Linked DNA regions of Zea mays: region 1 is linked to region 2. Evidence: chromatin contacts called from public Hi-C data. All regions are on one chromosome and are shown on one strand. Each heading gives the region's core, a stretch centred on a gene start, on an enhancer-like site or on the middle of the called end of the contact. The rest is flanking DNA. Distances are from core to core; before and after follow the strand shown.

Evidence for each region. A called contact is a pair of places that touch in the nucleus more often than the background predicts.
Region 1: a contact with region 2 is called in a Hi-C map of ear, with 1.7 times the contacts expected there. The contact joins the promoter of LOC100283736 here to the promoter of LOC103630698 in region 2. A contact is called at or near these places in 2 of 25 Hi-C or Micro-C datasets (ear and leaf).

Annotation. Positions count from the first base shown.
Region 1 is chr6:174,552,291-174,555,070 of Zm-B73-REFERENCE-NAM-5.0, forward strand. It overlaps LOC100283736, which reads left to right and starts at 1,461. Exons shown (of 3, transcript NM_001156635.2): 1 at 1,461-1,798. The coding sequence starts at 1,690. LOC100283631 reads left to right here. Exons shown (of 9, transcript NM_001156532.2): 7 at 59-121; 8 at 218-294; 9 at 870-1,370. The coding sequence ends at 885.
Region 2 is chr6:174,298,024-174,300,730 of Zm-B73-REFERENCE-NAM-5.0, forward strand. It overlaps LOC103630698 (CRM-domain containing factor CFM3, chloroplastic/mitochondrial-like), which reads right to left and starts at 1,374. Exons shown (of 9, transcript XM_008651752.4): 1 at 464-1,374; 2 at 1-243. The coding sequence starts at 1,216.

The sequences.
Region 1 (2,780 bases), core at 211-2,710, 250 kb after region 2:
CGTTGGCTCCCAGAAATTGTCTAGCAACTCTTATTTTGCTACATAATGATGATTGTAGGTGGATAGAGCCAATGCAGATTTGAAGAATACCAACGTGAGACTGAAGGAGACTGTTCTTCAAGTAAGAACTTAGCACTTCCGTTCTACACTTGCTAACTAATGCTTGAGTAGTTTGGTGACCTCGTACCATTTGTTTTTCACATTGACTTGTTACCAGCTTAGATCAAGTCGCAACTTTTGCATCGACATCATCCTTCTGTGTGTCATTCTTGGTATTGCGGCCTACCTTTACAAGTAAGTAATATCCAGTTTAATTTCCTGAAGGACACCAGGGTATGCCTGAGTACCACTATTAGGGCATGTACAACCCACATAAATGCTCTGTATCTTATGGGGTATCAAGGGGGTAAGTGCAAAAAAACACAAGAGACGGTATTTTAGTGAAGGAACGTCTCTAGCACGGTTCTGAGTTCTCTAAGTCTAGATACGGTTCTATTAGAGCTTGTTCGTTTCACCGTTAAGCCATATGGATGGAGTGGTATTAAACCGGTTTAAATCCATATCAAGTTAAAATACATCTCAATCCATTCTAATACAGCCCAATTCATATGGAATTAGAATAACCGAACAAGACCTAAATGAGTCGTATCTTGAGGGGTTATAGTAATTAAAATAAAGACTTAGATACATTGGGTTGTACGAAGGGGTTTCTTAGTTATATTTAGTATTTGGGGAACCACAATATAGAATCGATGTTGTACATGCCCTATGGCCATTCTGACATTTTCTTTAGTTTACTTTGTTGCAGCACGATATTTCCTTCGATGTATGTACGGCACATAATATTGCTCTCTGTTTGTGGTGTGCAGTGTTCTAAAAAAGTGAGGTGGAGTCTTCTTGCCTTGGAACCGCTCATGTCGTGGTCCCTTTGTCACCATGGTTCTACCCAGTTCTTTGAGCGATTTGTGTGCACCAAGCCATTTGTTTTGTCTTATATCTGTATTATTATGGTGTCCAAGTTGAACCTTGACTAGGCTTGTTGAAGAGAACGCTGGTAACATGTTTGCTATATATCTGGGGAGTCGATTTCGTAGCGAGGAATGATTACACGGCACCATTCTTATCGTCTTATCGAACCACGGGCTCATGTATATTCATTCCGTCAGGGCTTTGTCTCCATTGTTTCTGTTGAATCAGTCTTGGTACCAAGAGCGGCGCTAGTGAGCAATCAACGATGACTGCTACTTCTTTAGCCTAATGCCTAACGAATGTGATCGCAGCTGCTTATCAGGAAAGATATATGTAGAAAGTCCATTTTTAGGAGAATTCTGTGCGATTCCTCAAAATTTTGAGAATATTACCACCGTCTAATTAAGGCTCTCGTGCAAATTAGGAAATTAGAGTTCGCTTTTGTAGTTCAGTTTCGACAGTCGTCGTCCCCTCTACTCTCTCGGCTTCCGCAGACCCCAGCTTCTCTGGCCCTCTCACTCCAAACATCGGGCTCCAGGCCGTCTCCCGCCAACCCAAATTCGCTTCCCGCCGCTCCCCATTAAACCCGCTTGAAAGGTCGCGCCCTCGAGCAGAGCAACCCCTGACCACAAATCCGATCCGCAGCCGCCGTGCCTCGCTTTCGTCTTTTCCCCTCTGCTCGAGTACGAGCGGCTACTCCCGGCGGCTGCGGCGGCGGCGATGAGCGCGGTGAACATCACCAACGTGGCGGTGCTGGATAACCCCACCGCCTTCCTCAATCCCTTCCAATTTGAGATCTCCTACGAGTGCCTCGTGCCCCTCGACGACGGTACGGATCACCTCCCTCCTTTTTTCTATGGCCCCGTGGTGCGTGGCGGCGGGCTAGGGTTTCGTGCGTCGTGAGATCGGTGGGTGTCGCTTTGGATGCAGTGTGAATACCGGGCTATGGGGGTGGGTTTTGCAACCTCTGCAGGATGACATCAGGAGGGTATGGGAGTTGAGTCGAGCGCTGCTACATCGGTTGCATTCCTGTGCGGCAGTACTAGCATAGATGCGGATGCCATTGTTGTCGAGGCTACCATTGTTCGAGGCTACCACTGTTCTTGTTCGGTGGTGCATGTTGCATTCCTGATTCCTGTAATGGAGTACGTTTTTGGATGTTAGGCGATTGGCGGATCCATGAATGATTAGAAACACTTAGCAATTTTTACATACAGCTAATTGTTGGTTCACAAACAATTAAGAAGGGTTACATGGAATTTGGTGTGTGTGTGGATTGGGGGTTGAACTGTCAGCGCTCCTGTTCTACAGCTCACCTTGTTTGTATGCTCGTGACGGTTAACTTCTATTAACCATATTCCGGCCTTTATGTAACAATTGGCATAAGAATGCAGCATAATTTCCACTATGCTGTTATGTACCATGTGATTCTTGATCATATATTCTACCCTCCATTACTAGTATCTAGATATCAGAATGTCAAATGACTTGAACCTATTTGCTTAGCGGGTCATTGAGTTGTATACTTGTATTGTCAAAATCTGGCTGCCACATTCTATAGTTGTGCAAGAAATTCCATGCACACACGTGTCATGCGTGGATGGCTGCCTACAATCTAGCATTAGTTGTGCTTGAAGATGATTATAATTGAATGTGCAATGGATAAATATCATGTTATTCGTATCTTGTACCTATAAGGGATACATATGTACTTGTGCTATAGCTGTAGCTGATGATACAAATGTATAATTTTGCTGTTGGACTTAACACAAGTGGAGTTCTATTTGAGTTTTTTTAAAATCTTGTACCCC
Region 2 (2,707 bases), core at 124-2,623:
GTCCTCAGTATTCTGTGAGTTCAATAGGGACACGTTTGCATACTGTGTAGCCAGACCTGTCCCCTGAATATTACTCTCAACAGGGTTGGAGGCATCTGGGATGAACAATGCACCATCTTCGCCCTTCACTGGTGATGAGGCACCATTTAGAGCCTGAGATTTCAGAGGCCTTTTGTAATTGCTCCCTCGGTAAACCACCATTACACTTCCAGACCTCCATATGATCAATCCGCCTGTGCGTCGCTGATCAATGCACACAAACTTGTGTTAGGAATCCATTTTTGAAAGACAAACAATAACGCCAAGTGGGACTCAAATTCACCGTAAATTGGAAAATGCAATGCAGGTTAAATTGCCACTGTCGCATCACTAAACTAATCGGTATTGAGGAACAAGCTGCAAGTGACACATAATTTGAGATCAGAGATAGAGGGCACTAGGGCAGGGGCAAAATGGTGCAAACCTCTACGAGCTCATGAGCTGTCTTCATGTCGTGCGCGAGGTCCTCGTGGAACTTGAGCCGGACCAGCTCCGACTTCCTCCAGGCGTCATGGATCTTCTCCGTGACGGCCGTGGTGACTCCAGCCTTGGGCACGGTGATGCGGTCGCGAAGCGTCATCCCCAACCTGCGCAGCCGGCGCAGCTCCCCGTCCTCGATGGTGAGCTCGGCCAGCGTGGGCGCCTTGACCCGTCTCCTCTTGGTCCCATCCTCCTCGTCCCTCACCGGCCCCGTGGTCTCGTCGTCTCTCTCCCACGGGAGGACGGCATCGTCGAAGCCCGCGGCCGCGAACTGGTGGTCGGGCCGCGCCCAGCCGCGGTGGAGCAGGTCGCCGAGGCGTTCGGTGCCGTCCGGGGGTGCGGCGGCCGTGGCAGCGGAGGCGGAGGCGGAGGCAGAGGGGTCGTCTTCGTCGGAGGCGAGGCCGAGGTTGCGGAGGCGGTGGACGATGCGGTCTATGGACGTGGTCGGGGACGGGATGGGAGCCGGAGCTGGGGCGGGACGGGAGGGGTCGGAGGGCGCCCACCTCTGCAGCCACGGAGCGCCGGTGCTGGGGGCCGCGCGATTGCCACCGGTGGAGGAAGGGGAGGAGGCCGAAGCCGCGGCGGCGGAGGACGAGGAAGAGGAAGAGGAGAGGAGGCGGAGCGGGAGGAGGCTGTGGATGCTGGGGCGGGACGAGAGGCGGAAGGAGTGGTGGAGCGGGAGCTCGGAGAGCGCCATGGAGCGAGGGCGGACCGGCGGTTGGGGTTTTTAGCCCGGTGGCGCCATGGATTTGGGGTGAGAAGGCGTGTCGGGTTTTGGCCTTGCTGGTGGCGGATAAGGGGAGAGGACAGGACACCGGAGAGGATTTTCCTCTTTTCTTTTTCTTTTTTTCCCCTTCTTCGGTCCGTGTATGTGTGTGTAAAATTATTTACATTCTAATGACAATTGCAGTTTTGTTTCTTGATCAATCGACTATTATGATGTCTGGATATTCCATGATCAGTCAACTACTATGATATCTAAATGTATTGTTCTTTGTATTAAATGTGTGGAATGTATGTTTGATCTCGTATAGATAACGGTCAGTTGGCGGAGTCCGAAGGAGTTGCAGGTGAAGACCCTGAGCAGCAGTCGGTTGGTGAAGGCAAGTCCCTTGACCCATCTATGTCCTACTCATTCTTATAATTCATTCCCCGCATTTACACAGTTTATACCTAAGAATTGAGTAGCTTTTGTCTATCTTGTCCTTGGTTACCTATTTTGGTTGGGTTATTTTATTTTAGCTTTATGCTAGCGCTTCACATTAATCAATGAACATGATGAGATTATCTATGATACGCTGTTTTCTCTTTTGATTATGATGATGGTACTGTGAGATTTAGGGGGCTCGAGCTGTTTCTCGAGTGCCTCTCCGTAAGGACCTATTCGTTGGATGACCGCCCGGGAAAACAGTGCAACCATGAGGGTGTAGTGGGACGCCCTTAGCTGAATAATTAGAGGAACTGAGGTGTAGTTCGCTTCGCCGTCGTGCCGTTAATGGGGCTCGGTGTATGCGGCTCGCTCTGCCAAGGTTGGTTCGCCCCCTTGGGGAGGAGTGCGGTGCATTTAGGAAACCTAACGGGTGGCTACAGCCCCAGGAAATCTTTGTAAAGGCTACGTAGTGAAACCCTACCTATTCACCTTGGTAGTGTTTAAGGGTTTGATCGGCCCGAGGCAAGAGGGAATCACGGCTTGTGGGTAAAGTGTGCAACCTCTGCAGAGTGTTATGAAACTGATATATCAACCGTGCTCATGGTTATGAGCGGCCAAGGGAGCTCCATTGATTAGAGATACTTGATCAGAGATGTATGGTTTACAGGAGGTGACGAGGACGATGGTTTTGGTTATGCCTATGGTACTGGTAAGTGGTATTCTTTTCGTTTGGAAAGGGTACATCGGGTTAATAACTTGGGTTAATGCTAAAACCTGGCTTTCTACTAGTAAATAATAACCTGACCAACTAAAAGCAACTGCTTGCTTAACTCCACATAAAGCTAGTCCACTACAGCCAAACGGGACATTTTGCTGAGTATGTTGATGTGTACTCACCCTTGCTTTACACACCAAACCCCCCCAGGTTGTCCGTGTTGCAACCACTGCTCAGGTGAAGATGAAGTTGTGGAGGAGGACTTCCAGGAGTTCCAAGAGTACGATGAGTTCTAGGCGTGGGTTGGCGGCAAACCCCCAGTC